Linked DNA regions of Danio rerio: region 2 is linked to region 1. A link is a contact called in public Hi-C data. All regions are on one chromosome and are shown on one strand. Each heading gives the region's core, a stretch centred on a gene start, on an enhancer-like site or on the middle of the called end of the contact. The rest is flanking DNA. Distances are from core to core; before and after follow the strand shown.

The links. A called contact is a pair of places that touch in the nucleus more often than the background predicts.
Region 2: a Hi-C map of hematopoietic stem cells shows a contact between it and region 1, with 3 times the contacts expected there. The contact joins the promoter of si:dkey-60a16.1 here to the promoter of papola in region 1. A contact is called at or near these places in 1 of 18 Hi-C or Micro-C datasets (hematopoietic stem cells) and 1 of 4 datasets of contacts at active chromatin or transcription factors (embryo).

What each region holds. Positions count from the first base shown.
Region 1 is chr20:4,878,525-4,884,285 of GRCz12tu, forward strand. It overlaps papola (poly(A) polymerase alpha), which reads right to left and starts at 2,925. Exons shown (of 23, transcript NM_205758.2): 1 at 2,747-2,925; 2 at 1,157-1,327. The coding sequence starts at 2,754. LOC141379521 (a long non-coding RNA gene) reads left to right here and starts at 2,345. Exons shown (of 5, transcript XR_012396329.1): 1 at 2,345-2,412; 2 at 4,184-4,262; 3 at 4,382-4,576.
Region 2 is chr20:5,212,112-5,217,897 of GRCz12tu, forward strand. It overlaps si:dkey-60a16.1, which reads left to right and starts at 4,330. Exons shown (of 5, transcript XR_012396312.1): 1 at 4,330-4,601; 2 at 4,706-5,027.

The DNA.
Region 1 (5,761 bases), core at 1,675-4,174:
CGCGGTATACGGTATGTTACAAATGTTACAAAATAATAGAACAGTGAAGCAAATTTGACTTTTTCCAAATAATATATTTTTAGTTACTATAAACAACACCACTTACAATGAACAAATAAAAATAAGAAAATAATAAATAATGTGTCAAAGTCCAAATAAAGTCCAAATAAACATGGTGCAAATCCTCAGTAAAAAATAGATATAAATATTTACTATACTATGAATAGTTACATAACGAAACTAGATTCAATATGGAACATCCTTAGGTTTTATGTGCCAGCATGGATATGGTTGTCTATCGATATGGATTTGGATATGGTTGTCTGAAATGCAGACAAACAGCTGCATCTTCATTTGCGTCTTTTGAAAACAGCAAGAGCAGCAGTTCGTCTTTGCTGTGTCACTGTTTTGTCATGTTTCTGTGCTGCTGTGCATGCAAAAGTACTTAGTATGAGAATTATTTCATGCAAAACTTTTTTTTTTTTTGCGTTTTATTTAGCCGCGCATAAATGTATGCCTATCTCTCATTCCGTGTTGTTCAAAAAGCTTGGTCCACAAACAAAAGCGAAACCTATGCTTATTGGTTGTGATATAGCGAGTTTGAACCAATCTGGGCATGGAGGAGGGACAATGCATCAATGTATCATGTCTGGTTTGTCCGGAGACACAGTGACGAGCGTTTCTTTGTCAAATCAGCGTTGTCAAATGTTGATGACGTAACCACACTGATTCCGGAGCCTCTGAAAGTCTGCGAATGTTATGTGATGCAGCACTGGAAAGCTGAGATTCTCTTCTTTATGCCAATCTTTGAATTGTATGAATCGGATCAGCGGATCAAAAGTTATTAAACATTTAAGAGCAATACTTATTTTTAGCCGCGGGCGGCTGTCTCGGTCTTTAAGGGTTAAAACCGTTGATATGCAATTGTTCATGGTATGATAATCGTGCACGTTCAAATCGTGGTAAACCGTCATACCGGTATATTGTTACAACCCTAGTTCAGATCCTAAGTAATTGGTTCGTATGTGTTTGATTAGGATTGGAGCTGAACTCTGTAGGTAGGTAGATCTCCGGGAACGTGGTTGAGCACCCGTCCTTTAGCTGTTCAAGTGGAGCAACCACAGACAGTTGATTTGTTGAAGTGCATCTTATTTACCTGCGCTGCAGCTCCAGCTCCTCCTCAAAGACGCCGAAAGGTCGGAGAGTCTCTGTCAGCTTCCGCGTGAGAACCAGATCAGCCTCTTTAGGCGGTGCCAAGCTGATAGGAGATGTGATCCCATAATGTTTTGGGGTCGGCTGGGCAGTTTGCACCTGGCTGGTAATTGGACTGCAGATAAATGAACAACAACAAAAAAAAGTCAGACTTGCTATAAACATTCTGTAGTACTGAAACTATTTTTTTTTTGATTGATTTACTACCGAGCGTTGCGCGTGCTACTTATGCGCCCTTGTTTAACCGCCTGCTGCACCTTGCGTTTTACATCAGTCGTGTCTTTTTCATTCTCCAATCGAATTAAAGCTGAGGTTTTTGTTGACAATACCACCTAAAGAATAGCAATGCGCTAGCAAAGTAAACATTGGCTGTTTCTCAATATGCGTTCTTCAGCAATCTTGCGTCCCCGTGTTCTTGTGTAAGTTCAGTTCCAATACTCAAGACCGCAAATACAGAGGACGCGTGAAACTTCCTGGATGTGTTCTTGATATCAATGACACACCAATGCAGACGTGAGCACCGATCTCGCTCTAGAAGTCATTACGACTGGAGTTGGGAAGCGCAGCATTATATTTAGATTTATTATTAAAGTTCAGAGGTATAATTTATTTGCCTCAGGAGCTTCCCTAAATGAAACGGTGAATATAAACATCACCATGGACATCTTGATAAAGGCATAAACACATTAAGGGTGTTTGTTTGCTGAAATTTGTATTAAAATATGTTTTATTTATATTGTGCAACGTATATTTGTAGCCTTTATTGATAGTGTATATTTTGAAAAGGGGAAAGACAATAAATCGTTGTATGAATGCTGTAATGTTTAAATAATTTACCATTAAAAACGCGTGAAGGTCACGTGACCATCAGGAAGAGCGCAGCATCTCATTTCTCACAGGACGCGTTCTCTGTTCTCCTGCTTTCCAGAGTTCGTTCTTCCGAGGAGACCTGGCAGGACCGGTCTCCACAAGAACGCAAGTACGTTCTCAGCGTTCTTGAAATTGAAAAACAGCCTATCAGTTTATGACGTCATGTCTCTCCGCTCGCGTTTATCCCCCAAGGTCTCGCGCAATTAGCGAGCGCAAACGCAATGTCAAGATAAATATAAATCATGTAACGCTAGAGCTCCATGCGTTCAAATCTGTGCCGCTAGACAACGTTACACCTGAATGCTCCGGTGAAGGGTATTAGTATAAAAGGTGACTGACCCACATCAACATATGCACTACATATCTGAACTAAGTACACAAACCTCTGAATGCTTCAGATTTAAAGTCTATATAAATAAGCCGGAGCGCTTACTCTGAGCTAAGCCTCTCCATCTGACGGTTTTTGCTTCATTCATGTTATTAGCAATGCTTCATGACATGTTTGCTGTCAAAACGAATGCATCAAAAACTAGTCCAACGACTACACAGCTGCGTCGAATGTTTTGATTAGGGTGTCGTGTTTGCGACCGATTCGTGACATAAGGCCCAGGACCTCGCGTTTGCTTTTCAACACACTGTCTTTGAGCTCCGTCGACATACTTACAAAGGCATTGTGGAAATGTCCGGCTTAAGAGAAGCTGAGAAGCAGGTTACACTCCGCCATTGTCTTCCAGCCTGTCATGAACTGTTATTAAGGCATTTAAGTTGTTTCTTTTGTTTGAACTAACATGGCGCTCCGGCAACAGCAACTGCCAATTGGTACGGGAAGTGACGCCATGACGCATGCCTCGCTGACGCTGTCCGACATGCGTCATGTGTTTTTTAACCTGTTCTCTCTCTCTCTCTCTCTCTCTCTCTCTCTCTCTAATCAATTCAATTCAATAGTTGCTGTATTGGCATTGCAAATGTATTGCCAAAGCATTTATAGAGTTTACATAAAAAAGTAACATACATATATAATTAAAACAGTGCACACAATATATAGTAGTAGTAGTAGTAAAAAATGTATAAATTAAAAGAAAATGAATAAATATAGTGTATAGATACAAGTACAGCTTGCTTGCTTTTATACAATATTTTAAATATATTGCTAAGAAATTTAAAAAAATTAAATTGTTATTAATAATATATAATAAGTAATATTTAATATATTAATATATAATTAATATATAATTAAATGTATGCAATTATATATATATATATATATATATATATATATATATATATATATATATATATATATATATATATATAATTTTATATATATATTTTTTTTGATAGAGCAAATAAAAATCTTTTCTGTCTGAGCCGTTTCACAGAATCCTTAGCCTTTAGTCCTTTATAATTCTAAACTTTAATTTATAATGGTCTTAAAAATGTCTTAAAAAGTCTTAAATTTAACTTTCAGAAACCCTGAGATTCTTCAAATAAATTATTGACTTCTGCTGTCTTCATTAGCTTCAAAAACACAGATTTACCATTTAAAATGGCATCTTTGGATATCTTTTCTGCTGGAGATACTGTTGTCCTTAAAAACTAAAAACTAAACGTAAATAAAAAAAAATCGTACTCATACCTTGGGATAGTTTTAGCAGAAAATTTTGACGGTTTTAAAACCTTGACTTTTCCAAACCACAGTATTTAAACACGGTTATCGTCCCATGCCTAATATACACCCTATGTATTTTGTTTTTATTTATTTTGCTGTTATTTTCTTATCACTCAATCTTCTTTTCTAGATTTTTAATGCAATATCTACATTCAATTCATTCCAAACTAAAAAATAGTAAATAAACAATTTTGTTTTTAAAACTAAATCTTCATCTGGTTTAATAGCTCTATTGATATATGATTGGGGGATGGGGGACACCACCTATTTGTTAGACCCTCACCATACAAAACATTATAGAAAAGTATGTTGAAACTTCTAGGTATTTATTGGGAGCTCTTAAATTTCCTAAGGGCCTGCTTATTGTTTAAGGCTACGTCTACACTAATCCAGATTGCCTAATAAGTCAATTCTGTCATTACTGTCACTTAGGTACACCTTACTCGTACTGGGTTGTATCCCCTTTTGCCTTCAGAACTGCCTTAATTCTTCATGGCATACATACAACAAGGTACTGTAAATATTCCTCAGAGATTTAGCTCCATATTGGCATGATAGCATCACACAGTTGCTGCAGATTTGTCGGCTGCACATCCATGATGTAAATCTCCCGTTCCACACATCCCAAAGGTGCTCTGAGATCTGGCGACTGTGGAGGCCCATTGAGTACAGTGAACTCATTGTCACGTTCAAGAGACCAGTCTGAGAGGATTCACGCATTATGACATGGCCCGTTATGCTGCTGGAAGTAGCCATCAGAAGATGGGCACACTGGTGACTCTGTTATCCGAATGTTGCAGCAGAAATCGAGACTCATCAGACCAGGTAATGTCCAATCATCTATCGTCCAGTTTTGGTGAGCCTGTGCAAATTGTAGCCTCAGTTTCCTGTTCTTAGCTGACAGGAGTGGCACCGTTTTGATGTTCTGCTGCTGTATCTCATCTGCCTCAAGGTTGGACGTGTTGTGCATTTAGAGATTCTCTTCTGCATACCTCTATTGTATTTCAACAAGTCATTTGTGCCCACAGAACTGCCGCCCACTGGTATTTATCTCTTTTTCTGACCATTCTCTGTAAACCCTAGAGATGGTTGTGCATGAAAATCCCAGTAGATCAGCAGTTTCTGAAATACTTAGAGCAGCCCGTCTGGCACCAACAACCATGCCACGTTAAAAGTCACTTAAATCACCTTTGTTTCCCATTCTGATGCTCGCTTTGAACTGCAGCAGATCGTCTTGACCATGTCATTAGGTCATGGCCATGTTTGCGTTAAAGAGCAGTTGGACAGGTGTACCTAATAAAGTGGCCGCCAAGTGTACTTTTCTTTGAAATTTTACGTATCTTTGAAACGTTGTGGCAAAATGTTGCAACTGTTGTCTACTTCCGCAGCTGGACAACAGCTCCCAGTAAACATTCCATGTCCTTTGACGAGAGGCAATATGGAGCATGTACAAAAACTGACAATAATCTTTGATAACAAAGCAGTCAAAACGAACAGCATCCAAAGCATCTGCTTCACAATGTCATCCACCATGTTAGCTGAATTGGTCACATGACTAAAATGCATCATCGAAAGCCGTTCATTTTCACAGTCCACACCACAACACAAAAACAGCATTTTAATATTGATCCAATGCATTTTTCACAAAGATCCATTTTTGGTTCCTAAAAACAACATCTCAGGGTGGATGGAAGGCCAAAACTGGGAGAAGAAAATATATGTTTTTTAAAACAAAAAGAAAGAACTTCCCACAAGACATTATAAATTGAATGGCATCTTCGCTTACGTTAGTCTGTTTTTCCTTATCCCGAGCTCTCCATAATCCTGGACCAGGCCGTTTCTTGAGCAGATGCTTGGCAATTTTTTCCCCTTCGCTTTTGTCAATTGGTTAAGTTTGTTCCTCGCCATTGTTGCCACTGGTTTGGGACTGATTTGCTCTTCAGTGTTTGAACGTTCAGCAGTGAAAATTAAACCACACTAAACTAAACTACTGAAAGGGTCATGAAACAC
Region 2 (5,786 bases), core at 3,080-5,579, 330 kb after region 1:
ATAAATCAGTTATTAGAAATGATTTATTAAAACTATTATGTTTAGAAATGTTTTGAACAAAATCTGCTCTCCTTTAAACAGAAATTGGTGAGACAGTAAACAGGGGGGCTTATAATTCTTACTTCAACTGTATATATTTTTTCCAATCTTCTGATGTATTTCCTGTAACGTTTTGTAATGTATCTTCGCTCGATTTGAATAATATTCAACTTCCTGTTAACCCCAGGAGTTTCCCCATCATGGACACATTTCAAACGGCAGCACAAGATGGCAGCCATCCTTTAATAACAAAACATGTCTCGAGCTGAAGCTGGCACAGGCCCAAACTGCATTTAGAGCAAGGCACGGTGTCGCTGATTGCATTTTTCCTAATTAAGCCTCGTCTGACCTTGGCAGAGGCAAATCATTAGATTCTCATTTTAATAATCACACCGCAGCGGTTATATTCCACTGGGTCTCTGACGGCACTGGAGCAGTCTTTAAGCTCTTCTTAATTTTCTTGTTTACAAGAAGGACTCGACGTTATAGCAAGCGTAAGTAATTGTGTTGGTGGATATGATGACATAAATGACTCTCTAATTTAGGCCCACAGTGTATGTTAGCAGAACAGAAACCCTTTGACTGTAATGTTTTGGTTAGCATTTGTTTTTCAGATGTATGTTGTTCGGTTTCTGCAGAGGATGGCGATTGACGATAGCGTAATCATAGAATTACCTGATCATTATTAATTAGGTAATAACTTGATGATCTTTAGTTGTGCTAATGAGTGGTTGCCTAGCAGCCAACCTTACTCATGCAAGCCACTATTCAAGGCAAGGATCTGTTTTAACCGTAATTGAAAAGCAAATCTGAAACATTGCGGAAATTCACACAGGAGAGGAGAGTTGTTTAATTATAGAATCAAGACCTGTGTGGAGCTAAAACCGGAGTGTTTGAAAGTAATACATGTGTCAATTTGCATAATCGTTCAGAATATTTACGACTGATTTATTCTGAACATACTGTATGTAAAAAGAGTTCTTCTGAGGTTTTTATATAGCAGATATTAAGGCGAAGACAAAATGTCTAGCCCTCAAGTGATATTTAAATTCTTTTTCAAACATTTCCCAAGTGCTTTTCAACAGATTTTTCCAGCGCTTTTTAAACCATTCTAGGTTAATTAAGTAATTTACTTTAGATTTCCCATGAAGCCATAATATTTTACAATGTATTTTCCAAGATATTTACCTTAAATTTGACATCTTTTACAAGATGTGTGCCTTCGGTGTCTCCAGAATGTGTCTGTAAAGTTTCAGCTCTAAATACCCATCAGATAATTAATTGTAGCCTCCAGAATCTGCCCATTTTGGTGTCTGAGTATAGTGTGGCTGTTTTTGTAGCCTGTCGCTTTAAGGCTGATTAAACTTCTGTGTCAAGCACACACGTATACTACGGTGCAGCCTACGAGTTGACGCATAGCCCTACGCCGTGGTCATTGGCGTCGCTGACGTGCACCTCTGAAAAAATTTAACTACACGTCGCAACGATGCGTAGCGCAAGCTCTGTGATTGGTCGGCTTGGTATCACTGACGAGTCTGGGCGGGACAGAGAGCCGCACGAGCAGTGCAAACTCGATGGAGCGATTGTTTACAAGTGTGAAGTCTATACCTGTCAACATTGGAATGTGAAAATAAGGGATATGCCCATCATAATAAGGGACTCACGTTTTAAAAAACTCACGTTTTAGAGCATGGGGCGACCCCTGGTGGTTCAGCGGTATAGGGAGGCTCGGCTGTTTAGAGAGAGACTGAAAATAAGGGAGAAACACGGGAAAATACCTTTACGGGATGATAGCGGGATAGAACAGTAAAAATACAGGAGAATCCCGGGAAAAACAGGAGGCTTGACAGGTATGGTAGAGTCCTGTGAAGGAGCTCCGGATGGAAAGTTTTGTTTTGTGTTTACCTCATAGTTAAAGTTGTTGCACGTCTGCCGGTTCCTGTCTCAAAATGAGTGAGTTTGAGCCACTTGTACATTCAAGAAGTGTTCAGGAAAAACAAAACACCAGCGAAGAAACTCGACACAGAGGAACATAAACACCTCACTGCCAACTATAGACTATATTTCGGAAGTGTTAATGCAGACCAACAGAGACAGCAGCTGCGTCCGAAACCGCCTACTACTCAGTAGGTACTGCATTTGAATTTAAACGTACTACTCGGCCGTTAGAAAAGTACGTTCTATCCAGTATGAATGTAAAAAGTATGAATGGAATTTGGACGTACTACATCCGCCATTTTGTCATGGCCACGTGACCTACCAGCATCAGTTGCATCGCTTAACTTCCATTCATGAATTCGCTCGCGGGGCATCATGGGATAGCGCAGTATGCATGGGATGCGCACTCCTGAATCTCGCCGGAAGTAGTAAGTCATTCGGGTATTTCTCGTATACTTATTTTCGAATTCTATGAATTCGGACATACTACTCGGCTCGCATACTGATTTTGGCGTACTATATAGTATGGAAGTATGCGGTTTCGGACGCAGCCAGCGCGTTGAAGTATGAATGTACAGCGTTGCATGCGCCGTGGGTTACGCCGGTCACTTGACGCAAAAGTATAAACCAGGCTTTAAATGTAAATGTGCTGCTTCTCCCTGTCTATTGTTCCCACGTGCGTGTCTGCTTCTCATCATGCGTTACCTCAGATAAACAGCAGTCAGTGATAGTCAGACATGAATTAAGCTGAAATAAAGCTCATCAAAAATAGCAAGTAAGTTTATTTCATGTATTTGTGGTGGAGTCTATTCAAGCCTTTCTGAAATGATGAGTCTCACACAAATGCCATTTGCAGTACACACACAAATGTTAGTGTTTACTGACACCTTGCGGCTGTGGTGATTATAGCGGTTAAGAATTAAATAGCAATTTTACTTTATTATATTACAAACGTTCTTTTTTTAAAACGTTTAAAACTTATAAAAATCACAGAGAGTTGGCACAAATATTTGAATCCCAGTTTATTGGCAAAAAATGTTCTGTGACCGTGTGTAAACATGCTATTGTAGAAACATGGTGCCTGTCAATCAATTCAGTGAGCAGGGAAAATTGCATTTCTACAGCACGTTGCAATAGGCCTCAAAATCTCTAGGATTTGGGTCCTATTTTATGGTCAGGAAATTTTTTAAAAAGACTTGTTGTGTTTATATCACTCCAATATGACTGTGGACAGACTATATCTGCACACAGTCCTTTCCAAACAGCCTACAAACGTTGATTTTCATCATTAAAGTGCAATTTGAAGGCTTACCTACAGGTTAACTATGCAAGTTAATTAGTCAAGATGCTAGACGTTTTGATGTCTGTAACTAGAATTTTACAGGGGCTAATAATATTGACTGTTTGTACTTTATTTTTTATATATTATTATACCACCCAAAAAGTGCACCTATGGTGAAAAAAAAACGTTTCAAGCTGTTTGGACACACATATGTGTTGGTATAGTGTATAGACCGTCATATTGGGGTGATATAGACACACCCAGTCCTTTTTTTTTCAATTTAACAATATAAAACGGTGGACCAATTGGATCGGTTTTCAGGCCGACCGCAACTTGATGTAGGAGTGCGGTCCCCCTGCCCAGCGAATTGATTGACAGCTGCGTATTAACATGTCCCGGTAGTCACGTGTATAATCATATCAACAAGACGGGACGTGCGCAAAATAAAAGGTCTGTTCAGTTTGCTAGGATCATTAATCATCATCAAATGTGATCAAGAGTGAGTTTCACAAGTTTGAAATGTTTCAAAACAGTGCACGTGTGTAATGAATTACAGCGATTTAAAGGTTTTAGCTGGTCATCTCCCAGCCTGACCAGCTAAGACCAGGCTGGAAATGGCTGGAAACCATCCTGGAAGTGGCCAAAACCCCTCTGAGACCAGCCTGGTCGACCAGCTAAAACCAGCCTAGGCTGGTTTAAGCTGTTTTTTTCAGTATGGATATTGTACTATTTATCCTGCCCTTTCTCTAAAGCTGCTTTGAAGCCACTATTAGACACACGTGCTACAGAAATAAAGATGACTTGACATTTTTCAATCTGCTGTTCAAAAACGGTAAAAGATATTGGTAAAAATCAGCTTGCTGTTTTTGTGTAACGCAGAACATGACACAATGCTAACTTTTAAGCAGTACTGCCATCTTGTGGGGTTTCACAGCATAATTTTAAATATAACCCAGCAAATATTACTTTCTCCTGATGGAGTAAGAGGAAAATAGTACAGAAGAGGGCAGTAATGATACAAACAGGATGCCAGCTGCCGTTAAAACCTAAAGAAGAAGATGAAGAAGGACACTAGTTTACTTCCGCCGATCGTACTAAATGTGTTAATGCTTCATGTCAAAGACCATAGAATACCTTAAAGGGACTTTGTTCATTTAGTAAAGCGTGTTTATGTTCGCGTCGAGTACATAACCATGACGTGTAAGCGTTCGAAAACGACGTTTCAAAGACGGGAGCGCAGTAGCAAGTTCCACTGCTGTGTCCCGCAATGTACAGCATCTTCCAAGTTCAACTCAGTCCTCAGTTTCCACACGTTTCCCAAAGACAAAGATGCGCAGGAGAGGTGGGTGGTTAATATTCGACGGGACAATTTTAAAGTTACCCCAAAGAAACGGGTGTGTAGCCGACATTTCAAATGCAGCGACCTGATCGAGCCTTTAACTTCAGTTGGACACAGGCGTTTGGAGAAAGGAGCCATCCCGGTGCTTTTTCACTGGAACAACTTCACCGCCCCAGCCGAACAGCCTGCAGTTTTGGAAAGGATAAAAACAGACCAACTGCATAGTGATGATGATGACCCTTCTATGGATGCGATTGCTCACACTTCTCACCTTGATTCCATCCCCACCTCTGCAGCTCGAGACCACACTGAGGATCTACTTGTGGAAATTGCGAGTCTCCGAAAACACATAGAGGAGATTTCCCTGAGCAGCAGGTTTTGTTTGGAGAGGTTCGCCGCATCCGATGATGACATTAGGTTTTACACCAGGTAGGCTGACGATGTCAACAGTACGGTTTTGACATACTTTCTCCATCATATAACAATAAAAAATAAACAATTGTTTCAGTCTTAACACAATATATCCCCATAGAGGGAAATATTATTGGAATAAAAAAAATTATTGATATTAATTGGAATGCTACCTGGTCAATACCCATTAAATTTAGCCTTTTTTAAATAAAGTTAAAGGAGTGGACTTTAAAATACTTCACAAAATGAATCCTTGTAAATTACTTTATATAAATTCATGAATATTAATAATGCTTGCACATTTTGTAATATACATGAGGATTAGCTATCTTTTGTATAACTGTGATGTCTCTTAAATTTTGGAATGATGCTAGAGACGTGCTATTTGGGCAAAGAAATGTTAATGACAGGCTCTCTTTAAAACATGTAATTTGCACTTTTTCCACACACAAAAAGAACATTCGAGTCTGTTGTTAACTTCTACATCTTACAAGGTAAATATGTTATTCATGAACAGAAATTTGCAAAATTTACACCAAAATGTAATATCTTTTTATTAGAAATGGAAACTTTGAAAAAGTCTCTAATGCAAATTAAAAACAAAATATTTGATTTAATGTTAGATTTCATGATTTTTCTCTGGTACTGATCCCCCGCTGTAGTCTGATTGTATACTAAGTTATTATTTTTGTTTCTATGTATATAAGTATTTTTCAATACTTTTTTTTTTCAATACTTTTTTTTCCTCAGATATATCTGCTTATAGGGCGGCAGAAA